Linked DNA regions of Sus scrofa: regions 2, 3, 4 and 5 are each linked to region 1. Evidence: chromatin contacts called from public Hi-C and HiChIP or PLAC-seq data. All regions are on one chromosome and are shown on one strand. The core of a region is the stretch at or near the end of the contact, and the rest is flanking DNA. Distances in the headings are between cores, read along the strand shown.

The links. A called contact is a pair of places that touch in the nucleus more often than the background predicts. HiChIP or PLAC-seq counts read pairs in DNA pulled down with a chosen protein or histone mark.
Region 2: a Hi-C map of liver shows a contact between it and region 1, with 6 times the contacts expected there. The contact joins the promoter of HUWE1 here to the promoter of FAM120C in region 1. A contact is called at or near these places in 1 of 5 promoter capture datasets (liver), 3 of 47 Hi-C or Micro-C datasets (heart right ventricle, liver and skeletal muscle) and 1 of 2 datasets of contacts at active chromatin or transcription factors (alveolar macrophages).
Region 3: a Hi-C map of liver shows a contact between it and region 1, with 5 times the contacts expected there. The contact joins the promoter of GNL3L here to the promoter of FAM120C in region 1. A contact is called at or near these places in 1 of 5 promoter capture datasets (liver), 3 of 47 Hi-C or Micro-C datasets (heart right ventricle, liver and skeletal muscle) and 1 of 2 datasets of contacts at active chromatin or transcription factors (alveolar macrophages).
Region 4: an H3K27ac HiChIP or PLAC-seq map of alveolar macrophages shows a contact between it and region 1. The contact joins the promoter of FGD1 here to the promoter of FAM120C in region 1. A contact is called at or near these places in 1 of 47 Hi-C or Micro-C datasets (heart right ventricle) and 1 of 2 datasets of contacts at active chromatin or transcription factors (alveolar macrophages).
Region 5: a contact with region 1 is called in a Hi-C map of liver, with 5 times the contacts expected there. The contact joins the promoter of TSR2 here to the promoter of FAM120C in region 1. A contact is called at or near these places in 4 of 47 Hi-C or Micro-C datasets (embryonic fibroblasts, heart right ventricle and liver) and 1 of 2 datasets of contacts at active chromatin or transcription factors (alveolar macrophages).

What each region holds. Positions count from the first base shown.
Region 1 is chrX:46,901,791-46,908,104 of Sscrofa11.1, reverse strand. FAM120C (constitutive coactivator of PPAR-gamma-like protein 2) reads left to right here and starts at 3,873. Exons shown (of 17, transcript XM_021080777.1): 1 at 3,873-4,227; 2 at 4,230-4,601. The coding sequence starts at 3,904.
Region 2 is chrX:46,441,003-46,447,316 of Sscrofa11.1, reverse strand. It overlaps HUWE1 (E3 ubiquitin-protein ligase HUWE1), which reads left to right and starts at 3,002. Exons shown (of 85, transcript XM_013986152.2): 1 at 3,002-3,120; 2 at 3,321-3,420.
Region 3 is chrX:47,252,441-47,258,754 of Sscrofa11.1, reverse strand. GNL3L (guanine nucleotide-binding protein-like 3-like protein) reads right to left here and starts at 2,288. Exons shown (of 16, transcript XM_005673659.3): 1 at 2,135-2,288.
Region 4 is chrX:47,228,243-47,234,556 of Sscrofa11.1, reverse strand. It overlaps FGD1 (FYVE, RhoGEF and PH domain-containing protein 1), which reads left to right and starts at 2,901. Exons shown (of 18, transcript XM_003135106.6): 1 at 2,901-4,001. The coding sequence starts at 3,695.
Region 5 is chrX:47,184,294-47,190,607 of Sscrofa11.1, reverse strand. TSR2 (pre-rRNA-processing protein TSR2 homolog) reads right to left here and starts at 3,998. Exons shown (of 5, transcript XM_001927898.5): 1 at 3,438-3,998; 2 at 3,181-3,271; 3 at 315-406. The coding sequence starts at 3,521.

The DNA.
Region 1 (6,314 bases), core at 2,624-5,123:
TACTAGTTTTTATCTGTACTTTTTCAGGATGGGTAAAAACCTTCCCTACCCAAACTGAAAAGGCAAGGGAAGTAACCAAGGCACTCCTGAGAGACATTATTCCCAGATATGGGATGCCTCTGACCATTGGGTCAGATAATGGACTGGCAGTTGTGGCTGAAACAGTACAACAGGTGGCAAAAGCTTTACAGATCCGATGGAAACTACATTCTGCTTATCACCCTCAAAGTTCAGGGAAAGTAGAACACATCAACCGAACCCTTAAACAGACACTGGCAAAGTTATGTCAGGAAACTGGCTTGCCCTGGATAGACATGTTGCCGGTGGCCCTCTTAAAAGTGAGATGCTCACCCCGAGCGGGAATAGGATTCTCGCCATTTGAAATCTTATATGGAAGGCCACCTCCACTAATCAGTTTAAAAGGAAGCACCAGGGAGTTGGGAGACTTGGAACTACATAAACAATTACAAGGACTGGGGCTCACTATTTTTCGGATACATAAATGGATCACAGACAGAACACCTGTGTCCTTAGGTATAACAGTACACCCCCACAAGCCGGGGGACCAGGTGTGGATAAAGGACTGGAAAAAGGAGCCTTTGAGGCCGGTATGGAAGGGCCCCTATACTGTAATTCTAACCACCCCCACTGCTCTTAAAGTAACAGGAATAGATGCTTGGACCCATCATTCTAGAGTTAAACCGGCTGGCCCAGCTGACGACCGTGGAGAGTGGGAGACTGCCCTTAATCCGGAGAGACCTCTTCGCCTGACAATACAGAGAAGGAGACGAAGATCTCAAAGCCCTGCTCTGACTGCACCGGAAGCTGGTCAGTCAACGCACGGCTGAAGCTTGAGAAATTGGCTGCCTGTGAGCCCAAATGGAAGGAGGGTTTCAAAATAAACATTCACATTGACGGAAAAGGCCTTGACCCTGGAGCTGTGCTACATTTCCAGAGAATCACGTTTGTGCTCCAAGGTGCCTCTCACAGGGTCTTTCATTCCTTTTATAAAGAGATAAAAAACACCCCACCTCCCATTCCGGCCACAACTAAGAACTTGTTCTTAGCCCTGGCAGAAACTATTGCACAAATTCTCAAGGTCTCCTCTTGTTATGTATACGGGGGAACAAACACAGGAGACCACTGGCCTTGGCAAGCCAGAGAACTGGACCCATTAGAACCTCATAATGAGACTACATACCCCCAACTCACCGATGGGGTGTGGCTCCTCAGAACTGCTATTATTGGGAGAAATTGTCTTGCGAGGCGGGGAGGACGGTTTAATGTTTCAGTTGGAAGCCTAACATGTTTAGGCCTAAGGTATTATAATCTGACTGCCCAAAAGACTCAATGGTGGTCATCCTCCAATCTCTCAGAGCCCAAACCTAATCCCTTGTCTAACTTTTCCCTCCTTTGACAAGCATGGAAAGATATCACTACTAATATCCAGTGGTGGGCACCAAAGGGATTATATTGGATTTGTGAAAAAATGGCCTATTCCATACTCCCCCCAAATTGGGCTGGGACATGTGTACTGGGAACAATCAGACCCTCCTTCTTCCTGCTCCCACTGTCACTAGGGGAACAACTGGGAATTCCTATATATAGGGCACAGGGTGCCCAGAGAGACCGGAGGGCTCTCCAAATTGGAGACTGGAAAGATGATGAATGGCCCCCAGAACGGATAATTCAATATTATGGGCCTGCCACCTGGGCAGAGGATGGCTTTTGGGGATATCACACCCCTGTCTATATGCTGAACCACATCATCAGACTACAGGCGGTTTTGGAACTTATAACAAATGACACTGCAAGGGCCTTGACTATATTGGCCCAACAATAAACTAAAATACACAGTGAAATCTACAAAAATTGCTTGGCCTTGGATTATCTACTTGCTTCTAAAGGAGGGGTTTGTGGAAAATTTAACTTACGTAATTGCTATCTACAAATAGATGACACCGGAAAGGTGGTAGAAGAAATTGCTGACCTCATGACTAAACTTGCCCATGTGCCTGCACATCCTTGGAAAGGACGGGATGCAGACAGTCTCTTTGGTAAATGGTTTTCTTGGTTGGGAAAAATTAAGACAATGGTCGGAATAATCATGGTTATACTCACAGGGTGCCTACTTATTCCCTGCCTTGTACCTCTCCTGATAAGTATTATAAAAGGTTTTATAAAAACCATGCTTTAAAAAAAAAAAAAAAAAACAGCCTCTACTAATTAGGGGTACCAAAGGGTTCTGACCGATGATGATCTGTAAAGGGTGCAGATGCACCCTGAACATCAAGAGGCGGGGAATGAAATGGAGTTTTAACTAAAGGACAACCCCCCCCTTGGCTAAGAAGGCAGCTGAAAGCCTTTCCAGCTGTGCTCATCACTATACCACCCTTCCTCTAATAATGTAACAACTGTGTGTCCTATGTCCAAGCCAGAAGCCCTGCTAATCAGGTACCCAACATTGCGTATCAGTTCTGCTTCTGTAACCTTGCCTGCTCAGTTTCTTAGGGAGGAACACTGTCTGCTTGGGGATGGGGGGAGGTCCGGGATGCTTACATGGGAAAATCAAGACCTTGTAGTGTATAATAGTTACTGAGAACAAAGACCTGGTGCTCAGACTCTGGAGGTGACTCCTCTGAGCCCACACTGGTGCTGAATAAAACTTGCTTTTCCATATCTCCGAGTGCTGTTTGTCTCCTTCCGTTGCCACGGTTTTTGCGGTTTCCGCAACAGAAACAGTGGGCCCCAAAAGCCAGTCAGTCAAAGACTGGTGCTCTATCAGAATCAACTGAGGAGAATACTGAAAATAATTTTTTTTAAAGATTAAGATTCAGTACGTCTGGAATTGGAGCCCTTACTGCTATTTTGTGAAAGCTCGAGACATTGATTCACAATGTTTGCAAACAAAGGTCCTAACATTGTAGGACAGGGTAGTTCAGTGAATACCAGAAAGGTACAACTTGTAGTTTAATTTGTGTAGGAGCTTATCTCCCTGATCAAAGAGATCCTGAATACAATCGATTTCACTTTGTCTCTGCATTGGGCAAATAAGTTTAACCATTCATAAATTGGGTCCAACAACTCTTCTTCAAAGAATTACAGTAGCTAAAGGTTAAGGGATTGTTACAGAAATATTTATGGTTAGTATTTTTACATTTCATATATGTCCTTTCTCATTCATTAAAAGCTAGTCCCTTCCTCCGAAGGAAAATTCTTCCTCCTGGGGAATTTTAGCACACTTTGGCTGAATTCAATTAATCCACTCTACTTCCTTTCCCATGATGCATCATTCCAGCTCCTCCGCCCCGCCTCCTTTTCTGGCAAAGTAATAACCTAAAGCAATTCGGTGAAGGGCACAGTTGGAGTGCAGATCCTAAACGCATAGCACGCCCCTCCCCTTGAGCCCCAGTGAACGCAGTAGTAGACAGGGATGGTAATCTTGTTCCAACATTGTACCCCGAGGCCGTAGAAGAGACTACAACTCCCAGGATGCCCCGCCGCCCCGCCCCGCTCCCCCTCCTCCAGCTAGAAAGTGTGTACCATAGAGAAGAGGAGGCAACATGGCTCCCGGAGGTGGAAGGAAGAGGTTTCACCCCTTTTGAAGAGGAAGAGCAGCCGGAGAGGGACAGAAAAGAGAAGTCACTAGAGCCCGTCATCGCTTTTATCCTTCCAGCCTCTCCAGCGTCCGGTCGGCCTCATCCCTCCTCTCCACCCAAATCCAATCTGTGGTCTCCTCCCCACCCCGCCCTCATTTCCCCGCTCGCTCACCCCTCCCCTCGGGACGCCTTTTCCCGCCCCTCGCCCCCCGCGGAGTGCGCACGCGCCCGCCCCCAGCTTCGCGCCCAGATCGCTGTCTAGCCTGCTCGCGCAGCCGCCGTCTCCTCTGCCCACCGACGAAGCATGGGCGTCCAGGGCTTCCAAGAGTTCCTGGAGAAGCGCTGTCCCGGGGCCGTGGTGCCCGTGGACCTTCTCAAACTCGCGCGCACGGTCTCGCGCCAGCAGCAGCAGCACCAGCATCGCCAGCTGCCGCCTACGGCAGTCCTAGCGCCCGGGGCTCCACGCGCCGCCAGAGGCTCCGCGCCTCTGCAACCGCCGCTCCCGCCCGCCGCCTTCGGTGCCTACTCCGGGGGCGCAGGGCCAACTCGACACCATCACCCCGCTCACCACTTCCACCACCACGGCCAGGCGCACCCGGGGCTGCACCCGCCGCCGCCGCCGCCGCCGCCCCCCCTCCGCTGCCCGGGGCCCGGGTGTTGGTGGACGCGGGCTCGGCGTTGCCGCGGCTTTATGGCGGCTACCAGACGGATTGGGTGTGTGGCGGCCAGTGGAACGCCATGCTGGGCTACTTGTCAGCGCTCTGTCAGGCTTGTGCCTATCCCGGCGGCGACGGCCTGGAGCTGGTGGTTATGTTCCCCGGGGGCCTGGGCAAGGACCGGCTGGCCGAGTGGGGCCGTCGGTGCCAGGCCGAGCGGCAGACAGCGCAACTGATCGTGGGACACGTGGGCAACAAGGGCACCCCTCCTCCACGGGCCTGGTTCCTGCCACCGGCCTGCCTGAGCCACTGCGTGAGGCTAGCGCTCATCCGCTTCCGGGTCAAGGTGAGGGAGGGGCCGGATCTTAAATAATACGCCCATACCTATTCCCTCCCAACTAAACACCTAACCACCTACCCACTTACCTGTCTCCCATCTGCCCATTCACCGCCCAATCAGCTAACCCACTTGCCTAACTACCCTCGATCATTTTATGCATCTACCCAACCCTTCATACCATCCCCTACCGATTCGCTCACCTACATAACCACACCTCTCTACCCATGTCATCCCAATAACCCCCTTTACCTTCACTTAATCCAAATGGCCTATTCCTAGGTTTTAGCAGAATTTCTTTGTAGCCCCATCTTTCTCCTGTTGTCTTCTGCCTCAAGCTGAAATTCCTTTTTTCCAGATTTTCCAGTTGACCTCCCTCTTTGTCTTTTTCCAACCTTGCAGCAAATCAATTAAACGTGCTAATTGAACACCTTTCTCTTACAAACTTTTACCTGAGTTTTGAACCAGTGCTTCTTTCTCACCCATCTGTGTAGCCTTTTTCATTTCAACATGTTTCTACCTCATCTTTCTTTAGCCTAAACAAAACCCACTAATTCAGTCACTTTTCAGCAAGGTGTTAACCTACTCAGAGGAAGGGATTTAAAAGACTTGTGAGACACGGTTCCTGCCCTTGGAAAATCAAATATATACACATGAAACATTTATTTAATGGTATAAATGTGTATGTAATTATGCTTTATGGTACAGGTTATAAGTACAGTACCTGTTTTGTGTGAGAATATGGGAGGATATCGGTATGCTAAAATGGGCAGAGGAAGCTACCTTGAAGAAGTTGGACCTCACCTGGGTCAAGGATGAATTGGATTTGAATTGGTTACAGGTTTGGGAAGGTTTCTTTAAATGGAAGAAAGAAAATGAGCAGAAGCAAACAGGCATATCAAGTATGTGAGGCCCTTTGGGCAATTCAGTACAATCTCTGCATGTAGTTGGTCACTGCATATGGGGCCTGGGGAACAGCTTGGCAGCATCCCCAGTTCTTGGCACAACTGCTATTGCTCTGTTGCTTTCCCATACTCTTAGGTTTCAAGTTCCTACGTGTAGGGAATAGCAAGGCTTGAGAAGTAAAGGAGGTGGGCAGGAAAAAGAAAAAGTTGTACAGGGTTGGATAGGATGAAACCACAAGCCCATTCCCCAACCAAGGCTCTTAGAGATGTACTCATTGTCAGAAGACAGGACATGGAATTGTGGGAATCATAAACTAAATAAATGGTGCTGGGTAGAATAAGGAGGAAAAAAAAAATCTCAGCTGAGAGAATAAAAGACCTGCATAAAGATACTTGCAGTGGCCATAGAGTTTGTGACTAGAATCCAGTCATGCTAGATTCCTTGTGCCCAGCATCTAATCTATGCCTAGGCCGGGATAACTGTTTTTTTTAATAATTGAAGAAAATCCAGGAGTTCCCGCTGTGGTGCAGTGGATTAATGATCTGGCTTGTCTCTGCGGTGTTGCTGATTCAGACCCGGGCCCTCTGCAGTGAGTTAAGGATCCAGAGTTGCTGCAGCTGTGGCATAGGTCACAGATGGGGCTCAGATTTGATCCCTGGTCCAGGAACTTACATATGCCGTGGGTTTGGCCATAAAAAAAAAAAATCCATCTTGAGCTACCTCAAACATACAAACTAGAAAAAAAATATTTATCAGACACTTGTTTGCTTACCCTTCTGACTGAGCATTTTTCAGTATACTTCATTCATACCCATT
Region 2 (6,314 bases), core at 1,753-4,252, 460 kb after region 1:
TGAGACATTTTTCAACCAGCATGCTGGCACAATATTCAAATGATTGGTTAATACTCAGTATGGTTAAAAATTTAGGGAAATAGTTATTCACTGCTGGGGGAGGTGTAAACTGGGTCTTTCTGTGTGGCAATTTGGCTTTACATATTAAAATCCTAAAACATGTTATTTTCGAGCCACCTATTTTACTTCTTCATATTTATCTTACAGAAATATTTTAGCATATGCACAAAAAAACCATATACATGGATTTTCATTGCAGCATTGTTGATAGTTAAGAAAAAAAGCAATGTTAACAGTATAAGATTTAAAAGAATTTATACCTATGAATATATAATAATATCAATAGTTAACTCTAGTACCCTCATTCAGTAGAATGCTACATAAAGGAAATGAGGTAGATTTATATATACTGACATGGAGAGATCTGAAAGACATAGTAAGTGAATAAAGCAATTAGAGTAATACATACAACTTATATTCATATTTTTAAAAAGTAAAAAAACATAACAAAGCTATGTATTTCTACATGGGTATATAAATATAAGAGGAATTTTACATTTATCTGTTTTGAGTGTTTTAGAATAATGTATTCATTCAAGTGTAATTAGGCAAACATTTTTTTTTCTTTTTATGGCTGCACTTGTGGCATATGGAAGTTCCTGGGCATTGAAGGTATAGCTGTGGCCTATGCCACAGCCACAACAATACAAGCCACATCGGCGACCTATGCCACAGCCTGTGACAATGCCAGATCCTTAATCCACTGAGCAAGGCCAGGGATTGAATTTACATCCTCATAGAGACAACACTAGGTCCTTAACTCACTGAGCCACAATAGGAGCTCCTATAGTTGAATTCTTAACCTGCTGTGCCATAGCAGGAACTCCTAGGCAACATTTTTTAAATGAAAAAAAGAACAAAAATGAAGCTAATTACATGTTAAATTACATGTAATTACATGTTAAAGAAAGGAATGTGTCATGTTGCCATTAAAATTATATTATGGACAAATAGTAAATGATATGACAAATATTCATTAGGTTATTGAATGTTATGATAACATTTTTGTTTAGAACAATAAATACATACACAATGCATAGAAAAAGGCTGAGGACATAAAACCAAAACATTAATAGTGGTCCTCTCTAGGTGGTAGGATTACAAGTTTTTTATCTTTTGGTATTTTCATATATTTTCTAAATAGTCTGCAATAAGAAAAAGAAACAAGAGGTGTGCGTGAGGGTATTGGTTGAACTAGGACTGTAAAAGGAGTGGAATTGGCAAGAGAAATAAAGGCTACTGCAGACTGAAATTAAAACTAGGATTGTAGGGTATGTGGGATTTTAGAACTAGGAGTTGGGGAACTAGACTTTCCGAGGCCTAGGAATCGACAGAAAAATTTAAAGGTTAGGCGTTAGCTAGAATTAATGCAGATGCTGTGAGAGATTGGAATTAAAATCAAAGTCCTTGTTGGACCTACTACATAGCACAGGGAAATCACCCAATACTCTGAGATGGCCTATATGGGAAAAGAATCTAAAAAAGAATGGATACATGTATATGTATAACTGATTCACTTTGTTGTACACCTGAAGTTAATCTAACATTGTAAGTTAACTATACTCCAATAAAATAAAAAAACAAAGTGTGCATTAAATTAAAAGGTTTTTTGAAAACTATAATAGCGATATTGGTGAAGGTATAGGAATATCTGAATACACTGGAATTCTAATATATTTCTGGTGGGACTGTTTATTGTTAACTGTTCTAGAGAGCCTATTCTATGTTTGGGGGGAGTGACCTTTTGACCCTAGCTACTTTATTTCTACAAATTTCTCCTTGAGAAGTCTCAGAAATATGCAAATATTTAGTTACATCAAATTTCATGTATTTCTTATAATTAAAAAAGACCTGGAGTTCTCTTGTGGCACAGGGGGTTAAGGATGTGGCATTGTCACTGCAGCAGCTTTGGGTTGTTGCTGTGGGGTGGGTTTGATCCCTGGTCCAGGAATTCCTACATGCCACCAGCTGCTTGGCAAAAAAAAAAAAAAAAACCAAAAAACCTGGCATTGAGGATTGCTTAAATAAATAATTAACATTATAATAGAATAACATTCACCCATTAAAAATAGCTTGTAAGAATATTTAATGGTCCGAGCTATCTCAAAGGGGCCTCCATAAAGCTGAGATTATACACAAAATTTTGTGTAAATATATTTGGCAGGCAGTAGATCCATTCATCAGATTCTCAATTTGGTGCATGAACCACTGCTCTGAAAGTGTTGGAATTAGAACCGGAGGGTACAATTAAAATTTTTATTTCCTCTATGTGTCAGTAGTACATCAGATAGTGATTTTGTCTGTATACTTTAAAATACTGAGTTAATACATACTTTTTGTTAAAACTTCAAGCCTTACCAAAGTATCTAGTTTTGACTCAAAGCTCCCTTCCCTTCTCACCCTCCAATTTCATTTTGCACCCCAGATGAAGCATGGTTAATGGGGTAACTCCTAACAGATTTTTATTCCTACGCGTTCACAAATGCAGATCCTCTATAAGCTCTTTGCCAATTGCACTGTCACCCCAAAAAATACCAAGAAGAAAAAGAGAGACTTCTTACTGAGGGTTCAGTACGTGCCTGAAGTAAGCGTTGTAAGGGTTTGCCCCTGTAAACTCACTGTGGTAGGCGCCCCCGACGTCTCCTGCCCTCCACACTGTGTCCCCACTCGCCCTCTTGACCCCCATTCTTCACTAGGCAGCTGGAGATTAATTTTTAAATGTAAATCAAATCAAATCATATCACCCTTCAGCGGTTTCCACCATGCCTCGAATCAAATCCCAATTCCTTAGCGACACTACTATCCTCTTTGGCTGCGTTTACTGAGCCTGGAGTAGCTCAGGCGCGGTCCCCTGCAGGGAACCCGGCTTCACCGCGGAGGGAGCGCCCTCCCAAGTGGCAGAGGCGGGGCTACTCGAGCGGGGGGCGGAGCCTCAGGCCGAGTGTGAGGAGAGCCAGCGGGGGGAGGTTTTCGGCGGAGGGCGAGCGAGGGGAGCAGGTCTAAAGCAGGGCCGCGGACTCGGCACGCTCCTGCGGGCCCCGCGGAGCTACTGCCGCCGAGGTGAGCGTCTTCCTCCGGGCTGAGGGGCGGGCTCTGTTCGCGCGGCCGTCCTCGGCTCCTCGCAGGGGGTTGTTCCCACGGGACCCTGCGCGGAGACGCGGAGGTGGCGGCCTTGGGGAGCCTGCGGGAGAGGCTGGTGAAGGGGCCCGGCGGCCTGCCTCAGCCCTCCCTCAAACCCCGCCTTCTCTCCCCTCCCCCAGGCCTCGGCCGGCGCCAGTGGAAGGCTCGCCGCATCTTCGGGGGCAGCCCGGGCAGCGGCTGGCAGCGCGGCGAGAGAGCGGCGGACAGTGGGGATGCGAGGTACCGGCATTAGTCTTGGCCAAGTGGCCCTAGAGAGGGAGTAAAGGCCGGGCCTTCTGCGTTTCTCTCAGGGGTTAAAGGAAGGCGGCCTCAGAGAAGGGGGAAGGTGAGGGGCTGGCAAGCAGGCTTCGCGGGTAACTACTAGGCGTCGTATATGTATGTTTTGGTATATAAATGGTACTACACACACACGCACACATTCATTTCGGCTAACAGCTTTTTAAAAACTTAATACGTCTTGTAGATTTTCCTATATCAGGGAATCTAAATTTATCTCATTTATAAACAGCTGCATTGTATGATTGTACTACAGTTTATTTAATCATTTCCCCATTGATGTACATTGGCTTGTTTCCCTTTTGGGGGAGGGAGGGGGCTATTACAAGCAATGCTATAATAAATGGGATTGTATATATACATATATATGTATATATATCTATATATCATGCACATGTGTATTTCTGTGGGAGAAATTCTTAGAAGAGTAATCGCTGGGTCAAAGTGTATATGCACTTTGAATTTTGATAGATTTGTCCAAATTGCCTTCCCCAAAGGCTATACTAATTACACTCTTCAATGTTGTGCGAGCGTGCCCATTTTTCCACAGTTGTGCCAACACGAATTATCAATTTTTGTAATTTTGTCTAAAGGGCAAAAATGGTATGTCATTGTTTTCATTTGCATTTACCTGATTACTAGCGAAGTTGAAATTATTTTTTATTTGTCCGATTGCAAAAGTAAACAGGCAAATATCAATAGTCTTCCTATCTATAAGCAATAAGCATTTTGGAAATTTAATACCAAAAAAAAAACCCTATTCTCAATAGCAAGAAAAACGAATAAAAATACCTAGAAGTAAACCCACAAAACTTTATTGAGGAATATAATGAAAGAACGTTTGCATACATGGTGAAGGAATACCATGCTTCTGGATAAGAAGGCTTAATTTTGTAGTGGTGTCCATTTTTCCTATGTTGATTTACACAATTCATGCAATTTCAATAAATATACCAAGTGTTTGGAACTTAATATGATTCTAAAGTTCATCCAGAAAAAAGATGGCAAAGAATAAACGAGAAAATATTTTAAAGATAAGTAAAGATGGGGGTATTTGTACTACCAGCTATTAAAGTGTACTCTAAAGGAACAATATATAAATTAGAATAGACAGAACAATGCATTAGAATAGGAAAGCCCACAAATCGAGCCAGATTGGAATCCTGGATTTATTGGAGAAATATTGTTGGCTAGAGGTGGAAAAACTGCCATATTAAAAGCTTCAAGCACGCATTCCCCCCCCCCCCTTGGAAGCTTGAATTTTCCTTTGAGGGCAGACTCCTTTGTTTGGAGAAAACCACTTTATTGAAGCTTTTGGTTGTGCCAAGGTAGAGCCTCAGGAGTTAAAATTAGTGGCTTTGGAGCTAGAACTAACGATATGAGCCTTTAGTTAGATTAAGATGGATTCAGTAGCCTGCAGTGCGGCGAGGGAAGGAGTCTGGATATTATCGGTCTTAAATTTTTTTTTTCCGATCTAATGGGCAGAAATTGTTATGTCATTGTTTTCTTTTGCATTTGCGTGTTTATTGTGAGATTTGAACGTCTTCTATGTGTTAGTCCAAGATAATATGTAATTCCTGGAGGAAGCTAACAATGGGAGATCTATTGCTCCTCTTCCAGAATGGAGTTTGGCTAATTGGTACAGCTCTGCCCGGAAGCGTGAGAATAAACAGGTTGACTTTTTAAATTTTCCTCAAGCACTAGGCTCTAGACACCTTAGATCGGGGGCGGAGGCAGTTTTCAGGACATGGCCGAGATTTGGCGCTGAGCTGTGTCATCGCGAGGTTTGGCAGCCAGCTCCGCAGTGGGTCGGAAACCTCGTGGTAGGCGAGATCCCTGCAGGACGCGAGTTTCCTCCCTTCCCCTGAAAACTCCCAGTCATTTTCGTGGGGGCCCCGCCTCTCTCCTTTTTAGGAGCGTGCCCCAGGTCTCGCGAGATCTCATGTTTCCTACAGGCGAGGCGAGGGCGGCATCCTGCGGTGAATTCGAAGGTCTCGCGGAGACCAAAACGTATTATCGCGATAGTTCTCATGGCGCATGCGAGAGCTCCCGGCGGCAGATTGGCTCCGCCCCTCGATGCTTCGTGAGGTTGTGCGTCATTTGCTTTTTGCTTCGCGTGGGGTGAGAGCGGAGCCGTAGCGACTTCAAGCTTTGGTGGGAGGAGGGGTCTGGGAAGGGCTGGGCTCAGGCTGTTCCCGTCGGGTAGAAGCTCTCGCGGGATCGCGCGGAGGCGGCCGCGGCTGGGCTACAGACTGCAGTAACCGCGGAGGCGGCCGCGGCGTCTTCGGCTCGTGCTGTTCCTACCCGGTGAGTTCTCGCGGGAGCGGGGTTACGTACTCGTGGGATCCGTTGGCGGTAGCGGAGGTAGCTCGGGGGTGTGGGGGGGCAGTGACTAGGGTCGGTCCGCCTGCTGTTAAGATGGCGGCGGAAGCTGATGTCTGTCCGGCCAGTACCCGGGACTGAGGTGTTGGCGTTTGTGACGCCTCTCAGGTACCCGACGTTAAGGAGGTGACGATTGGCGAAAAGCAGAGGTGCCAATAAGCCTAACCTGAGGCGAAGACCACCTCGCCTCTAGTCGGTTGAGGCGACACCATTTCCCGGGCCTCAGCCGCGTGTGGGCCCGCCTTTACCCCACCAATCGGTCAACGCCTCCGTTGTCGCCGCCGCAGTGGGCGGGTTGGGAAGGGAGGGGGGGCGGGAGTCCTAGAGTTCGTTGGGGAGTGGGGTTGGGGGTTAGATTGGGCAGTGGGGGAGAAGGGACCAACCTACGACGACTGGTTCCCTCCCCTTTGCCTTTTTGCGGGCCCGTTTCGGTTCTCTGCTCCTTCAGGGCCTAA
Region 3 (6,314 bases), core at 1,039-3,538, 350 kb before region 1:
GCCCCCTCCTGAGCCCCCTGAAGGCAAAATAAAATGTTAAAGAACATAATAAGGAAACACTAACAATTACAGGAATTGGGAGAAGGGGCTGTACTGGAGCTGGTGCCTGTTATGACTGAGTACAATCACACTACTCAAAGAAAGGCTAGGACTAAACCTCTCTACCTGGGTGGAGTCAGTGCCTCAATGCAGCGGATGGGATCCTTGATCCTCAATTCTCTACCCTATAGGGTTATATACTCCAGATAAGGAAAGGACTAGCACTAAACCCTTCTACTCTAAGAGAAGAGGGATATGCAAGGACAAGCTATTCCTACACAGGGTATTAACAGTATCTCTCTTCCCCAAATAGAGGGTTCTAGTCTCATCTACCCTGGAAGTGGGGAAGAAAGACGTATCTCAGGAATCTACCCTGGGGAAAAGGAACCTCCGAATAGGGCTTTTTATCTATGCCTATGTGGACTGAGGCCCATGCAAAATCTTGGGGGAGAGAGGGAAAAAACTGCATCTGCATGTATAGGTGAGGTCTGTTCCTTGGCGACTGGGGGGAAGGGAACAGGATGCCTTTTGTCACTCTATTCCAGGATACAGAGGAAATGGAGAATCTGCCACAATGGCTGTGTGCATCTCTGCTGCATGGGAGAGAAGTTCTGTGTGGCAGGGAAATGAGAGGGAGTTCTGAGTCTCTTTACCTTGGGGAGGGCCATGGGATGGGACTGATTATACCTAGCTCCACTACAAGGTGACATTAGTGCCATACTAACAAAAGGGCAATTATGCAAACTTCTATGAATGGGGTTTGCACTCTGCCTGCAGTGGGCTATTCCAGACTCTTCCATGGAGATGGGATGAGCACAATCTGCTTATCTTGCATGTGGGCTGAAGTCAGCAGTGTGCTAATATTGAAAGAAATAGGACCTCTGGTTCTCTCCATGTGGGAAGGGGGAATACAGCTATAAATTCAGTGGAATGGCCCTTACACTAGGGGAGCAGGGAGTCCTGTTTGTTTTTTCTGGCTAGAGAGAAAAAGATCTGAGCTCCTCTACCTTGGATAAAGGAGGGTGTCCATATATGCACACACTGTGGGGTGATCAATGATGTCACTGCCTCTCAACATTGCAAGGCTATACCTTTCTATTCCCTTTTCCACAGCTGGTGATGCTAAATCCTTGGGGAAAGGGGGAGAGGAGGGATGATCTGTGTCTACCTAAAAAGATCAAATCTGAGCCCCTCTATTCTGGAGGCCCCAGGAGAAGCAGTTCTGACTGTCCCTTCGTGGGTTAAGATCTGTTGCTGTTTGCTGCGGGGCATTTTTGGTGGGTCAAGCCTTTACAAATTTAGTAAGCCAGAGCCTGGGGAGGGTGGTCAGGTCTGATTTTCCACAACGGGGTCTCATTCCAACCTAGGAGGGGTAAATCTACATAGTTCTCCGTGGACGGAGGCTTGTGCCTCCAACCACATAGGGAGCGGTGGTCTACCACCTCTGCAGGAGCAGGGGCGGGGCATTAGTCAATTAGTTACACGGAGGCGAGGCAGGGAGGTCTCTAGGTTTCGACGGTAAGGAAAGGAGGCTCACTCCTCTGTATATTAAAAGTTTCTGAGCTGGTGGTCGGGCGAGGGTGCGAGTAAATAAATCAGAACTTCGGTCCTAAGGGAAGGTGCGCAGAGGTGAATCTGTGTGCCTCAGCGCCGGTATAAATCTGCGTCTTTCACCCTCATGAGGAGGGAAATGTGTCTCTCTATACGAATGGGGCTGACATCGCCACACCTTTATGGTATCCACGCCTGTCTACACAGGGAGAGTGGGGAATGGAGCCTCAGTATTCTAAAAATGAGGCGGGTACTCCACACAAGCGGGGTCTGTAACTCTCCATACAGTGTGTCCAGGGGTCTACACTTGTCTAGGTGGAGTGGGTCGATGCCCCCTACCCCGCAAGAATGCATTTGGGCGCCTGTCCACGTGCGGAGCAATCCCTGTCCCTCATCTGGGCCCTTCTACCCTGGAAGGAACGCCACTCTTTACCTCTCTATTAAAGAGCAGAGGGCACCTTTGCTTGCACCCCAAATAGATGATCCTTTCTGCGCAGCTGGCTGGGAGAGCACTCCCCACGAAAAAAAGAGAGTCGTCTCTTACCTCCGCTTCCGGCGGAGATCCGAGTGGAGAAGACAGCGCAACCCTGACGGGCCAGAAGCTGCGCTGCTGCCGCGAGGCTCCGACTTCCGGATCCCAGCCTCGCGGCGCAGACTCCTTCCGCCCAGCGCCTCCGGGGGTGGGGCTTCGGATTGACGGCTGGCGCACGCCCATCCCTTCTGCGCGGCCGCACTAGCCCCACCTCCCGGCCGCCTGGTTAGGTAAGGAAATAGCTGAGTGGGGAGGCCGGCAGGCGGGAGAGGGAAGCGGCGGTTGGCTTGTGTGGCCATATAAGCTACTTATAAGCCAAGTCTTGTCTGCGGGCCTGTGTCTGGGCTTAAATATGTGTGTTCTCGAATCTTAGTAACCAAGTGATCGCCAGGACCGCATCAGACAAGGGTGGGGGGTCGGTGCCTTTGTCTACAGTGGAAGATGGCGACTGGCAGGGTGTGAGAAAATGGCCGCCTGGATCACATGTTTTGCTGAGTATTCCCACCTGAAGTGACTGGGTTAGCTGCTCCCAGAAACCCTTCCGGCTTGCAGGGTCCCAGACAAAGCTTGAAGAAGCCACTCCCAGCTCTTTCTGCAGTAGATCCACGGCCAGACACAGGAACCAAACAGCTGGAAGCCTCTCCCACTCTTTTGCCTTCTTCCCCTCCTCCCTCCTTCCCTTAGGCCTCAGAGCAGCCTCTGCAGGAGAAGCTGGATTTATATCTCTGGAGTAGGGGCAAGTAAGGGTTTCTTCAGAAGCCATCTCAGGGAGCTCCAGACCTGGCTGGCGAATAAGGTCTCCCCCTAAAAACAGTAAATATTAGTCTGAAAATGTCTTCTTCCTGATAATTTAATTCCAGCCCGTCCTCTTCCTCAGCCTAAACTCTGGGATGAGGCTGAGCCCTATCCCAAGGATATGTTCCTCAACCTCTAGCATATCCAGGCAGAAAATGGCTCCCTCTGCCTACTCCTATCCCTTACATACACAGGAATCACTGCCCCTACATCCATGGAATTCTTCTAACCCCTTACCCCTGAGAAACACAACTCCTGTGGACCCGAAGCCAGCCCTGGCCGCCTTCACCTTACCCCCTGCATTAGCAAATTCTTCCGTTTTCTTTAAGACCTAACTATTCAGTTCTGTGAACTTTCCCAGCTGAATTAGAAACTCAGAGCACCTTGTTACATTTATCACTTAGTATTGTAATCGTTTATGTGTCTGTACCTCCACAGGAGAGTGAACTCCGTGAGAATGGGAACCATATATATATGTAATATATATTTGAGTGAACTCCATGAGAATAGGAACCATAAATATATAATATATATTTGAGCCCTCTGCAGGACCCAGCACAAGACTAGTACACGGCAGACTTAAGCAAATGTTTATTAAATAGGTAAGTTTACAGGCCTGTACTACAAATCAACGGGAAATGGACATTTTAGTAGATAACGTTGGGCAATTTGGCTTACCAAAATGAGAAAAATAAAACTGGATCCATGTTTATTTTTACATGAAAGGGTAGAGAGTGTCTTATGACCTAGGATTGTGGAAGGACTTTTTTTTTTTTTTTGTCTTTTCTAGGGCCACACCCACTGCATATGGAGGTTCCCAGGCTAGGGGTCTAATCCAAGCTGCAGCCGCCGGCCTATGCCAGAGACACAGCAAGGGGGGATCTGATCCGCATCTGTGGCCTGCACCACAGCTCACAGCAACGCTAGTTACCTGACCCACTGAGCAAGGCCAGGGGTCAAACCCGAAACCTCGTGGTTCCTAGTCAGTTTTGTTTTGTTTTGTTTTGTCTTTTTGCCTTTTCTAGGGCCACTCCCGCGGCATATGGAGGTTCCCAGGCTAGGAGTCGAATCGGAGCTGCAGCTGCCAGCCTACACCAGAGCTACAGCAACGCGGGATCCAAGCCGCGTCTGTGACCTACACCACAGCTCACGGCAACGCCGGATCCTTAACCCACTGAGCAAGGCCAGGGATCGAACCTGCAACCTCATGGTTCCTAGTCGGATTCGTTAACCACTGCGCCACGACGGGAACTCCCCTAGTCAGATTTGTTAACCACTGAGCCACAGTGGGAACTCCTGGAAGGACTCTTAAAAGTCCCAAATGCACAAACTATAAGGGAGAAAATTGTAATGAAATCCTTGATAGGAATGAAAATTGGTATTACTACTTAGGAAAACAATGAGGAAGTAATCAGAATAGTTGAAGATGGCCCTGGGACCCAGCAGTTCTATAGAGATGTGCATGTATCAGCTTCAGAATCACTGGGAGGGCTTGTTAAAACACCATTGGCTGGGCCCCATGCCCAGAATCATGTTTCTGTAGTAGAGTCCAGGAATTTGCATTTCGGGTTTTTTTTTAATTTTCTTTTTTTACATTATAGTTGATTTACAGTGTGCTGTCAATTTCTACGGTACAGCAAAGTGACCCAGAATGTGTATCTGTATATATATATACATTCTTTCTCTCAATTATCCTCCATCATGTTCCGTCACAGGTGACTGGATATGGTTCCCTTTGTTGTACAACATGATCTCATTGCTTACCCACTCCAAATGCAATAGTTTACATCTATTAACCCCAGACTCCCAGTCCATCCCCCTCCCTCCCCTGCCCCCCTTGGCAGCCACAAGTCTATTCTCCAAATCCATGAGTTTCTTTTCTGTGGAAAAGTTCATTTGTGCCACATATTAGATTCCAGATATGTGATATTCTGTGGTATTTGTCTTTCTCTTTCTGACCTAATTTACTTCGTACGAGAGTCTCTAGTTCCATCCATGTTGCTGAAAAAGGTATTATTTTTGTTCCTTTTTATGGCTGAGTAGTAGTTCATTGTGTATGTATAGGAATTTGCATTTCTAACAAGTCCCGAAGTGATGATGATGAAGCTTCTGCTGCTACTGCTGCTGCAAGTCCAGGTACCACATTTTGAGAGCTACTGACAGAGAAAATGAAATTATCAAAGAATTTAGTTTTCTTCATTGTGCTTTTGTGTGTTCTCCATGTAGTCATTGACTATGTATTATTTTAGGGTGAGGTTTTTGTTTTTTAAATTTTCTTTTATCTTTACTTCCCACTCTGATTTCCCTCCTTTAGGCAACCATTCTAAAAATGTTTTATGCATATCTTTTTGTTTATATATGTTCTTACAAAATATGCATTGCTCCTTTACATGTGTATGTTCCTCTAATTTTTTAATTTTCAATTTTTCAAAATTCAGAAAAATTGAAATAGGTCAATGAAAGCCCATATACCCTTAATATTTTGCCAAATTTGTTCTACTTCTCTTTGTGTGTATATGTATACATCTTCTTGCAGGCAGTATAACACCTTGCCCCTCGAAATTTATGTGCTAGAATAAGGACATTCTCCTACATAACCACAATACCATTATACACACCTGAGAAAACTTACTAATTCAATAATACCATGAAAGATACCCTGTGTTCAGATTTTCCAGTTGGGCCCAAAATGTTCTTAGACCTGCTCTAATTTTTTGTAAAGCTTTATTGAAGTATAGTTGATTCACAAGGTTGTGGTAATTCCTGCTATACCACAAAGTGATTCGGTTATACATGTACACACATCCATTCTCTTTCAGATTGTTTTTCCACATAGATTATCACAGAATATTGGGTGGAGTTCTCTGTGCTGAATAGCAGGTCCTCGATGGCCAATCATTCTATATACCTCAGGGTGCATATGACAATCCCAAACCCCCAGTTCATCCCTCTCCCCCTCCCCAATCTGTCCCCTTTGGTAGCCATAAGATTTTCAAAGTCTGTGAGTCTGTTTCTGTTCTGCAAATACGGGCATTTGTATCCTTTTTCTAGATTCCACATATAAGTTATATCATATGATGTTTGTCTTCTCTGACTGGCTTAGTTCACTTAGTGTGATAATCTCAGGTCCATCCATGTTGCTACAAATGGCATTATTTCATTCTTTTTTTTTTTTTCTTTTTTTTTATGGCCTCACCTGAGGGATATGGAAGTTCCTTACTAATTCAATAAGAGCATAAAAGATACCCTATATTCAAATTTTCCACTTGGGCCCAAAATGTTCTTAGACCTGCTCTTATTTTTGGATCTCAGTATTTAACCAAGGTTTGTGCATTATGTTTAGTTGTTGTGGTACTTTAACCTCTTTTAATCTAGAATGGTACCTCTATATTTTTTG
Region 4 (6,314 bases), core at 1,652-4,151, 330 kb before region 1:
TGATGTAAATTCAAGCAAAAGTTTCCTGAAACATGATCATGAATCCTACATACTGTGATACATTTTGATATTTTCTATTCTTTTTTCAAAATGATTTCAGTACCTTCTGCAATTTGACCCACATGTAACAGCCCTGATTCAGTACCTTTTTATTGCTCGTAGAATAAGATCCATTCTCCTTACCATGGTCTATAAAGCCCAACCTAAGCTAGCTCCTGCCTACCTCTTCAACTTCATATCCCACCCCTCTTGCCCTCAGCTCACTACGCTCCAGCCACACTGGCCTTCCTACAGTTCCTAGGTATACCATTTCCCTTTCTTCCCAGGGCCTTCTCACTTGCCACAGCCTCCACCTCGGGACAGTTTTGCCTCAACTCTTCATCCTTCATCCCTAACTCCAACTCCTTCACTTAGCTTAAATATCAGGCCTTGCCTGACCCTCAGGCTAAATTGCCACCACCCCTTATTCTTTCCTATCACCCTGTTCCAGCTCTATATTTTTATCACAATTTATAATTTTGTGTGTTTATATGTTATAATTGTGTATTTTTTTTACCTCAAGTCCTCTCCAGCACCAGATTGAAACTCTGAGGGTGGAGTTTGTTTACCACAATCTTGTTCATGTCTGTCTTATTTATCACTGCATAAGTAGCGCCTCACATGGTGCCTGGCCCAAAGTGTGTGCTCAAAAGGCATTCATCAAACAAGCAGAGATCTGAAGAACAAATGAAATGGAACTGGGGAGATGTGGAGAGAGTTTCTTCCAGATCCAACAGCATATACAAAGACTGGGAAGTCAGACTAAGGAATAGTCTAAGAATTTCAGCTTTGACTCAAGCATGGAGTCTGGAAACACTGCAAGGGGTCAAATCATGAAGGGCCCAACTTAACCTTCCCTGTTGAGGAAGTTGGGTTTTCTTTTGAGCCAACGGGGACTCACTGAAGGGTTCTAAACATGAGAGTGATATGATTTGTTTTGCCTTTTCAAAAGATCACACTGTCTACAGTGAAGAAACTAGATTACAAGGAACAAGACCAAACGGAATCTGGGACAGTATACAGGGTAGAAATGGTGCTAGCCTAGATTAGAGTAGTGGTAGTGAAACGAAGAGACTACAATTGGATTGTGATGATCATTATACAGCTACAGATGTGATAAATTCATTGAATAATGAAAAATAAATAAAAAGAGACTACATAAATAAATTTGGGAGATATTCAGGAGATAAAAGGGACAGGACTTAGTGGTTGCATGGGGGTAGAAGAGAGAGAATAGTCAGGGGTGTAGCTCAGTTTTCTGCCTTAACTGGGGTCATTCACTAAGGTAAGGTACAAAGAAGGACAAAAGGCTGGGAGGAGGATGCCTTGAGTTGGAGAGAAACTGAGGCTTTAGGTGTCTCTAGGGTATTCGGGTACAGCTGCCTGTTAACCTGTTGAATGCATAGGTCAGGAAAAATATCTGGACTTCAGGTATCAACTTGGGAGCCATCAGCAAAGAAATGATAATTGAAGCCATGAGAATGTTATAATCATAGGAAAGAGCAGAGAGAGAGAAGACAATAGAGCTCAGGGGAAACCCTAAAGAGTGCCAACACTGAAGAGTTGGACATGGAGTTCCCTGGTGGTTCAGTGGGTTAAGCATCCGGTATTGTCACTCCTGTGGCACAGGTTCAATTGCTGGCCTGGGAACTACCATATGCCACTGACATGGCCAAAGGAAAAAAAAAAGAGAGAGAGAGAGAGAGAGTTGGACAAGGAGGACCCTGGAAAGTAAAAAGGAATTACCAAGGAAGTAGGAAAAAAACAGTGTGGTGTCATGGAAGTGGCTTAAGAAGGAGGAAGTGGTCACTGGGGCTAAATGCTACCAAGAGGTCCAGCAGGATAGTCTCTGAAAAGATTCTACTGAATTTAGTGACACATGGCCAAGGCAGACCTTGATAAGAAGAGCAGCATTAGGCAAGTAGTAGAGGCAGATTGGAGTGGGTTGAAAGATCAGTGGGAAGTGGGAAAATTGAGTTAAGTGTAGGCGACTCTTGAGCCATTTATAGAGAGAAGAGAGGGAGGTGGCTGGAGAGGGAGATTTTTTTGGTAATTGTTTTTAGATAGAAGAGACCCGAGTATGTTGAAATGCTGGTGGAAAGGAGCAAGGGAAGGACTCTTGTAGGTTTGGTAACAAGAAGTCAAAAACTTCCTTTTTGGTGACTTCTGTTTACTCTGTGAAGTAAGTAAGTAAGTATGAGGGTTAGGGGGCAGATGGAGAAGTTGGGAGTTTGAGGAGAAGGGGAGGTTAGAAATAGCAGTTGTGGAGCTTGAGAGAGAAGGCTGCCTGGGGATGCATAGTAGGGTTGTGGTTCAGCACCAAGGGCCTGGTAAAGACTAGGTACTATGAGTTTATATTGGCTTGTATCTGTGAGGTTGAATAGTTTTCTTCAGCAGTGTTTAGCTGCCTGGGCGCAGGCATAGAAAAGGCGGACAGTTGGACAGATCCAAGGTTGGGATGTTGCCAGGCGGATGCGACAACTCCTGGGAACTGGGGCTGTTGGCAAGAGAATGGAAAAGTAAAGGACCACGGGGTCTGGTCTGAGCAGAGTGAAGATCCCTATGAGCCAAGCCCTAGAGAAACTCTGGAACATGTGGAAAGGCTTCTGGAAAGAAGATTGAAGGACAAGCAGAGGGAGGCAGATCTGAGATGGGACAAAAAGGCAGATTTGGGGTGTTGAGCCCATAGACTTGCTTGTATGGTACCAGGGAGAGGTGGGAAAGGCCGGAAGAGGGGGAATTTTTAAGGGGAAGGAGGGCCTTGAGGGCGGTCTCTGGGAGAATTGAGGCCGGCCTGAGTGAGGGGGCGTGGCCAGGCGCAAATCCCGGGCGAGGGGGCGGGGCCCGGGTAACTGGGTCCCAGCGCCGCTGTGGCTGCGGCTGCTTCAGCGAAGGCTCCCGCCTCCCCACCCCCTTCCCCCGGCTCCTTCGCGCCCGCTGCCTCGGAGACCCAGGCCGAGGCTGGGGAGGACGGTGGAGCCCGGCCCAGGCTGTTCCCCTTCCCCCGCGGCTGGAGCATCATCCGGAGGGATTGGCTGAGGAGGAAGCCCCGCAGCCGGAGCGCGCGGCGCACACGCGCGCCCCCCGCCTCCGCCGTCCTCTCCTCCCTCCCTCCTCTTCCCTCTCTTCCCCTCCCCTCCCCTCCGCCCCTCAGCCTCCGCTGCGGCGGGAGGAAGAACCCTTTCCGACCAGCCAGGAGAGCCCAGATCGATTCCCATTTGGGGAGAAAGAAGAGACCCCGCACTCGGAACAGACCGTCGCTCGTCCCGGGGCCGCGGAAGTGGCTCGCCGCTTACGAGAGAGCCCGCGCCTAGCGCAGCCCCCCGACCCTCACCCAGCCGCTGCCGCATAGACAGCACTCCCCAGCGGGCCCCCGGCCCAGCCGAGCCCACTCCCCGCGCAGGGCCCGGGCTGGCGATGCCTGGCACCGCAGCGGCGGTGGCCGCGGCTGCTGCTGGTACTGCCACCGCTGCCACGGCTGCTGGCCCGGGCCCGGGCCGGGGGCTCGAGTCTCCGCAGTGGGGTTGAGCCCGCAGCCCCGCCCCCCGAGCCTGAGGCCGCTGCTCCGCCGGGCGCCGGGCCTCCTCCGCCCGCGCCTCCGCCCCAGGAGCTGGAGCCAAGCGGGGAGCCCGGGCCCCGCGCCCAGGCCCGGACCATGCATGGCCACCGAGCCCCGGGGGGCGCCGGGCCTTCCGAGGCCGAACACCCAGCCGCGAACTCCCACGGCGCCGCTACACCGGCCTATGCAGACTCGGACCCTGGAGCCTCGGATCCCGGACTGCCAGTGCCCAGGAGCTCAGGCTCGGCTCTCGGCAGCTCTTTGGATCCCCAGTTTGCCGGACCCTCGGACGCCAGCCTGGGCGTTGCTCCAGGCCCCCGGGTCTTGCCCTGCGGCCCCAGTCCACAACACCACCGGGCCCTGCGCTTCTCCTACCACCTGGAGGGCTCGCAGCCCCGGCCTGGTGAGTGATCGAGAGCATGGAAGCCCGGGCCATGGCCCTGGGAGCGGGTTCTTGTCCTAGGGCCTCTAAGCCCCACCTCGGGGCCGGCCCGCTCACCCGAGCCCTTCCAGTCTTCTCAACCCCCAGCCTTGTCCCTCATTTCTCGGCCTTCTTCCAATTCTTTCAACCCCAGTCTCCGCCTCCTCTCTGTCCCCCGTGCCCCTTCAACCCTTCCGAACCCCTTCTCTTCTCTCTTCTGAGGCTAATGGGAGAGGGAGCACTCCAAGAAAAAGCGGCTGTATTGCAAGGCAGTAAGGGGGGTTGGTTGTAGGAACTGAGGTTTGTTTGGAGGAATGGAAGAAAAGAAGAGTTTCTCATTTGCCAAGCGTCTATATTGTGCCAGGCACTGGGCTGGTGCTTCACATGGGTTCTCATTTCATCTTCAGAAGGCTGCTGTGAAGTATTATCATTAGCCGCGTTTTGTAGGGGAGGAAACTGAGGCTCAGAGAAGTTAAGCAACTTGCCCAAGGTCACACAGCCAGTATGGAGACAGGATTCCAAATCAGATATGTTTGAGTCCAAAGTCTATGGTCTTTCCGCTTCCCCAAACTGAGGTTGGAGACCATGAAAGTAATGCCAAGCCTTCTGCTTATGTGATTTTCTCCTGCACTGTTCAGCAGCTCTAGAGTATGAGTGGAAAAAAAAAAAAAAAGAGGGATGGTGGATTGATCCAAGGTTGGGGTTTTGCCAGGTGTGTGTGGCAGGAGGACAGGGGAAGGAGGGAGTAGAAGGTGCTGATGAGAGAGAAAGGTAGAAGAGGTGGGCCTCGGGGGTGGGGGGGTGGGGTAGAGCTGGAGGGAAGAGCTGGAGGGGCTGCTAGAAAGGGAGACAGCAGAAAGGTGGGGAGGGGGGAGAAGCCGAAGCCGGTTTTAGCAGATCTGGAGAGCTAAGGGCTACAAGGTTGTTTGTGAGAAGTCAGGATGCTTGAACTTGGATTTGCAGAGTTGGAGCAGCTCCAGGTCAGGCTGGGGCCAAAGACCACTGCCTGGAGAGGCCTTTGCATTGCAGAGATCTGAGTGTCTGAGGGGTCCATCAGGGCCTCCCCCATCTGAGGACATCCCATGTGGACCTGAGCCCAGGAACCATGGAGGAAGAGCAGTATCTTCCACTGGGCAACACTCAAAGAGCTGTGGAGCATCTGGGGCCCTCCAGGGCTCACATCCCAGGCTCCACAGGTTTTGGGGATTGTGGCTCAGCACCAGGTAGCAGTGGTAAAGCATAAAGTATGGGCAACATGTGCCCCTTGCTGTTCTTATGACCTTGGGCTAGTCATGGAAAACCTCTGGGAGTTTTCAGGGGCCCCCTAGGTGGGGGATGGAGATAACCAACTGACAACAGGCTTTTAAATCCCCTGCCCTGCATGTTGCTCCTGCTGACTTACCAAACTCCCTTTGACAGGCACTGTGTGGAGCAGGCTACTCACCTGCTTTACTGCAGCACCTTCTTTCAGATCCCAAAACATGCCACAAGCACACCCACCTCAGGGTTTTTGCATCTGCTTTTCCTCTGCCTGGCAGCTCTTCCTCCTGCTCTCCACCTGGCTTATTCCTTATCTTTCAAGTCTCAGCTCAGATGTCACCTTCTCTGAGAGACCTTCCCTGATCACTTTAAGTAGGGCCCCTTTGTGGATCTCCATCAGAGTTGCCAGTGGCTTCCATCCTTGCACTTAGTATATCTGCAAGTATTTTATTCTATGGGTCTACTTTTTTATTGCCTGTCTTCCTCAACTAGAATGTGAGCTCCGTGAGGGCAAGGGGATTGTATCTGTTCTGTTCACTGTTGTATCCCCAGCAACTAGCATAGTGCCTAGCACACAGTAGGTGCTTAATAAATCCTTGTTGAACAAATGCCTGAAAGCTATGAAAGGAGCACATAGTAGATCCTCAGCAACTATTGTCTAAGGAAGGACTACTGAACTCCTGCCCTCTGGATACTCATAGTGTGGGAGTCAGCAGCTGGGCAGCATCTAGGCCCCTGGTCTCTGGCCTTTGATCGGTACATAAGGGGTGATAACTGAGTCGCCTTCCCACTCCACCAATCCTTCTGCGCCAATCCTTCTGTATATAATCACAATACCCATCCTGAACCACTCCCCTCCTCCTTTCAAAAAGCAACACAAAGTTCATACTATTCTTTTTCCTGATGCAGTCCTTGCCTCTATAATTGGTGGGTGTCTTTTTCTTTTTTTTTTTTTTTTTTCACTTCAAGATGAGGATTGGGAATAAGAAGGGGGTCAGGGAAGGACCTGGCCTCCCATCTAGCCGTTCCTAACTG
Region 5 (6,314 bases), core at 2,749-5,248, 280 kb before region 1:
CCTAACGGGGAAGGCCCTAGAACTGGGTTTAAAAGATGAAAATGTAAACACAGAAGGCAATCCTTTGATGCAGGTGCATGGATGTTAACCAAAACATGTCAGGCATGTACCTGGCCTGGGAAAGGATTTGAAAAGCAAGATTTGAAAGGCCAGGGAAAACTAGACTTTTCTTTAGGCAACAAGGAATCATAGAAAGTTCTTGCACAGGACTCAAGAAAAGAATGGTTACAGCCAAGAGGGTTGGTTTAAAACAGACAGTTGGGGAAGAAAGGCTGCAGGCAGGGAAATGGCAACTGTACCCAAGATATGCTCACCTGGGGCAGACTCCCATCTTCCACAACCGTATCAAACTCATTCGTCATGAGCTCCCCGAGGAAGTCCTCCACCTCCTCTAGCTCCAAGTCAGCTAAGTAGGAAAGGATAAGGCTCTCTGATCAAAGACCAGCCAACTTTATCACACTTGCCCAATACTCTTCAATACATACCTAGTGGATCCACATCTGCTTGGTTAGTAAAGGTTCAAAAGTAAGCCTTTTATTTGCTGAAGTACTCTACATTCCAGATTTTAACATGATTTTAAAAAAGAAAAAACAAAACACCAAATAAAACACTTGATTTCCAATCTCCTGCATCCGACCAAGCCTTCTCTTCCACACTCACCCTCTTTCATCTGGCCTATTTTAACCAGCCTTCCCTCTACGTGACCTTGAGCATGTTACTTATTCATCTTCAAGCCTTGGTTTTCTCCACTACAAAGTGAGACTAATGGTAACCTCATTGAAAGTCTGTTATAGGGAGTCACCCAAAAAATGCCTAATGCAGGGAAGACCCATAATCCATGTTAATTTCCATCACACAAGGGCTGAAGTTTTTGAAATCTAGAAATTATTCACGATTGTGGCTTCGCCAAACAGGAGGCCAGAGACCAATGGGTTAGGTAAGAAGAGATGGACGTTGAGTACTTCAAGATGAAATCATCACAGCCTTGGCACCAACATGCTATCATGTGACTTTGGCAGAGCCCTCCTCTCTCGGCTTCAGTCACGTTATGGTCCTATACTCTACTTTTTCTGAATTATAGAATAACTCAAGAAAGTCTTCCACAAAGCTCCTTGCTCTCTCTTCCCTCTGGGAGAGCTCCATTCGCCTCCTTGGCTTTCCCTACCACTCGAATATCCCCCAAATTTGTCTCCAATCCACACTACTCTCCACCTATTTAGAGGGTGCCTCAGACCCTCCTTTCCCAAAGCCAGATTCATCACCTTACCTTCCAAACCTACTTCTCAATCCTCCAGGGTTCTCCTATTCCATAAAAGGTATCTGAGCCACGCAACGACTCAAACCAGAAACCTGCCTCATGCCCCCCCCCACTCCTCTACAGCCAAACAATTTCCAAGATTCTAATCCACCCCTTCTTTTCCGTAACTATTGCCACTGCCTCATCATCTTCAAGACAGAAACAGTCTTCTCATCAGTTGTTCCCTCTCCAGTCCAAGCTCCATACTGACTACTTTTTTTTTTTTTTTTTTTTGTCTTTTTGCCTTTTCTTGGGCCGCTCCCACGGCATATGGAGGTTCCCAGGCTAGGGGTCGAATCGGAGCTGTAAACACTGGCCTACGCCAGAGCCACAGCAACTCGGGATCCGAGCTGTGTCTGCAACCTACACCACAGCTCACGGCAACGCCGGATTGTTAACCCACTGAGCAAGGGCAGGGACCGAACCCGCAACCTCATGGTTCCTAGTCGGATTTGTTAACCACTGCGCCACGACGGGAACCCCATACTGGCTACTTTCTATAGCCAGTAAACCCCATCCTATTAAATCCTGCTCATGAAGTTTTATCTCCTACTGCAGTGTTTCATATTCTGCTTATAAGACGTAACTGTCCTGCTGGACTTTAAGGGAAGCTATTCATAGAAAAATCATGGTAAACAAGTTTCTTTTTGGTGGTTCTTATCAGAACCTTTAATATGATAATGATTATGGTGACTCTTAAGAGCTGAAGAGCTTTTTTTATATCATGTGACTGGAGAAGTGGTTTCTTCACTGAACACCTAAAAAGAACTAGTCTTCCATAGCATATATTTTTGACAAATGCTGGCCTAAAGGATAAAATCAAAGGCCCACAAATCCTTCCATGTTTCACCCTTTTCCAGGGGCCTCCCCAACCAACCTCCAGCCTCATTCTCTATCACTCCCCCCTCCCACACCCCCACAAGCACACCATACAGCCCTACTCTAACACTGAGCTCCCTGCCACTTTCCAAATATAACACATAATCTCCTCATACCACAGAACTTATTTTTGAGTGTTGCTCTGCCTCTCCCACCTAGTTAACTCCTTCTCATCCCTTAAAACTCACCCAAAAGCCACCTTACCCTAACAATCTCCAAAAGAAGCCTCTTCCTCAGTCTCACATTACCCAAGCACCCTGAGATCTTTATTAGAACACCTACCACCCTGTGAGTAAAAACCTATTTACTTATCTAGATCCCTCACCAAATAATAAATTTTTTTCAGAGAAAGGTCTCTGCCTAATGCCATCTCCAAGGCCAAGAAAACTAAGTGAATAATTTAAAAAAAATCATACTTCACAAAAGATCACCTAAAGGGCCCCTATTCTTATAGAACCTACAAGACACATCAAAGGTGTAGATCTCTGCTGTCCAAATAATCAAATGTGGTTACTGAGCACTTAAAATGTGGCTAGGCCAAGACAAATTGGGATGTGATAAAACTGCAAAACACCCACCAGATTTTGAAAACTTAATACTAAAAAAAAATGTAATACATCTCGTTAATAATGTTTTATATTGATTACATGTTGAAATACTTTGGATATATTGAGTTGAACAATATTCATTTCACCTGCTTTTTATATCAAAGTGGTTGCTGAAAAATTTTTAATTACATGATGTGACTGGCATTATATTTCGATTTGGACAGCGCTGGTGGATACTTTCATATCCATGTTACAAATTAGGAAACTGAGTCTCAGGGGAGTAAAACGACATATCCAACGCGATACAAGGAGTCAATGGCATGGCCCTAAGGCACTCGAACTCAGGATTCAGACTCTGGTATCAGCAGACAATTGTTCAAGAGGAAGTGCAGATTCACCAAGACCGCCCTCCTCCCCGCGCCCCTAAACAAGTCCTAGGGCCTTAAATTCACTCACCATTGCGGAAGAAATACTCCTCCACTGCACCCCCTAGCCACTCAGCCTTCTCCTGGCTATGCACACCTCCAAAGCCGTTCTCCACAGCGATCTGCGAACACAGGCCCGAGCCCACCACGTCAGCCCAGGAACCGGCCTGCGGTGGCGCAAGGGTCCGCTTCTGACGCCGCCCAACCAACTAAGCCTTGGGCAGCTCACCGGCCAACTCCTGTTCTGGCCCGGTCCCTAACCTTTGTTCCAGCTGTGTCCTCGCTCACCTGCAAGGCGGGCCAAGCCTCCAACGCTGCGCGGATGCCAGCCCGGAAAAGCGTTAGAGACTCCTCTGCAGCGCCCGCCATCATCCTGCTGCGGACCACGTGACGCCCAAGCAGGCCAATCCCTGCGCAGCACCGCCCAGGCAGAAGGAGTAGGAAGCCAAGCTTGAGAACGCAGATTCTCCCTTTCCGCTGATCTGGCAGCAAGACTAGAGCAATAGAAAAGTCTGTCGAGTAATCGATGACACCGCCCGGGTTACTCAAGAAGTGGAAGACGCTTGGGGCCGAGAGTTCCGGACCCGTGGGTATTGCGCAGAAAAGATGTGAGGAACTTATTAAAGATAAAGGACAGAGGAAGCAACCTCAGGTAGCATAGCCTAAAAGTCTGCATTTAGAAATGCATCCTAGGAGTTCCATCTGTGGCTCAGCGGGTTAAGACCCCGACTCATCTCCATGAGGATGCGGCTTCAAGCCCTGGCTTCGCTCAGTGGGTTAAAGGATCTGGCGTTGCCGTGAGCTAAGGTGTAGGTCTCAGGCACAGTTTGGATACGGCGTTGCAGCTGCAACTCCAATTCGACCCCTAGCGGGGGAACCTCCATATGGTGTAGGTGTGGCCCTAAAAAATAAATTAATTGATTGATTAAATAAAATAAAAAAGAAATAAATAACAGAAAGACATTTGTGAAATTCACAAATAGGTGGGAATTAGTACACTTCTAAATAACTAATGGGTCAAAGAAAAAAAAATCGGAAGACGTCTTGAAATGACTTGAAACTAAAGCAGGGCAAGGACCAAAATTATGATCAGTGCTCAGGGTGAATCCACACTTTGAAGGGCCTGAGGCAGATAGAATTTTGTAAGCCCTCTTTAAGAAAAATAGTACAAATTTAGGTGTGCAAGTAAGTATAGCTTTAGATTTATAAAAGAAATTTTTAAATTTACAAATTCCAATTTTTTTTGGGGGGGGGAACATGCCTGTGACATGTGTTAGTTCCCAGGCTAGGGATCCAGCTGGCACCACAGCAGTAACCAGAGCCACAGCATTAACAATGCTGATCCTTAACCCACTGAGCCACTAGGGAATTCCTACAAATTCCAATTAAAAAAACCTGACAAATACCACAAACATCCTCAAAACTAGAGAAATAAAATAATTGCCTGACTCACCTCTCTACTAATTTTTCCTTTATTTTTTATTTTATTATTTTTTTTTGGCTGCCAACATTTTGATATCTTCCTGTAAATAAATAGGACAATTATTTTATAATAACATTTTCAAGAGAGAATAAAAAGAATTCAATTGCATTCAGTTGATCAAAATTTTTTATTATTGTAGTTTAGAAAAGTTTCAACTTCACAGCTCATTGTTAGTAGAATAAAATTTAAGATTGTGTTAAATTTGGGGAAACCTCTAGTTTCTTTTACATGTGAGCTATAAAATTTTATGGTACTTTGTTTTTGTGCAGCAATAATTGTCTCAAATTGACAATGCTCAACAACCAGGGGCTTGGAAGTGTCTTGTGTAAGTGTGAGTTACTAGAGGCTTAAACTTTTAGTTATATTATTTCTGTGATAAATCCATCTCTATGCAATGCTAGAGGAGAAAGGAGCACAGGAAGCTATGGGAGTCCAGCAGAGGGGGTTTCTGATCCAGCCTTGGGAATTATGGCAAATCTCTCAGAGATAATGCCTCTGACTTAAAAGTTTGAGTGGAATTTTCCCAGGGGATGAGGAGTTTGTGTATTTGAGGATAGAGGTATGTTTCTAAAAGAAAGAAAGTCTTTCATGCTGAGGAAACAATCTATACAAAGAAAAAGAATCAGGAAACAACATGCTGTTTGATGATAATTACAAGCATTCCCAGACTGATAATCTCAGGAGGCATAAACTCCTACAGAGCTCTAGAGATTCATTCCTGCAGACTCAGCAATTTAAATTTGAGTTCAAAGAAGCCCAAATAAAGAAACTGAGATTAAGCACTTCCCTGTGAGTTCCCAGGGCCTCAAACATACCTGGAGTAGGGAAGATTCTTATCACCAGTTGTAGGGTATATGTGTTGAGTTTTCCCACACCACCAAGCGATTCTTCAGTATCAACTGGGTGTCCTACAATTTAACTCAATTTTGATACTGAAACAGAAGGGAAGGGGGAAGGGCACGAACTTTAAAAAAAAATGACAGAGCTGTTGAGGATACACAAAAACTGGTTAGAACCAATCAGGTCCAAGATGGTGGAAGATTCAATTTCCATTAGACCTTGAGCCTCATTATGCACTCATTGTAATACATTAACAATCCCCTCCTTTGGGTTTGATTAACTTGGCTAGGTTCGCTCACAGAACTCAAAGATTACTAGATTATCTGTTTATTATAAAAGGATATAATTCAGGAACAGCCAGATGGAAGATATCCATAGGGCACAGTACATGAGAAGAGGCAAGGATGCTTCCTCTGAGCGTACCACTCTCATGGCATCTTTTTGTGTTCATCAACCCAGGAGCTCTCAAAACCTGTTCTTTTGAGGTTTTATGGAGGCTTTGGTAAAGAGGCATGATTGATTAGGCCATTGGCTATTGGTGACTGAACTCAAACTCTAGCCTCTCTCCCCTCCTCTAGGTGGAGGGGTGGAAATGAAAACGCCAACCCTCTAATCTTTTATTTAGCTCCACAGACAACCAGCCCTCACCCTTAGGTTACCTAGGGGAATTCCGAAGGTCATTTTATTAACATAACAAAAGACATCTCTTATCACTCAGAGGAAATTCTGGAGATTTTAGGAGCTCTGTGCCAGGAAGTGATTGAAGACACAATGTATATTACTTACTATAAATCACAATATCACAGTAGACCTGCTAGAAATTCCCACACATGGAACCCAAT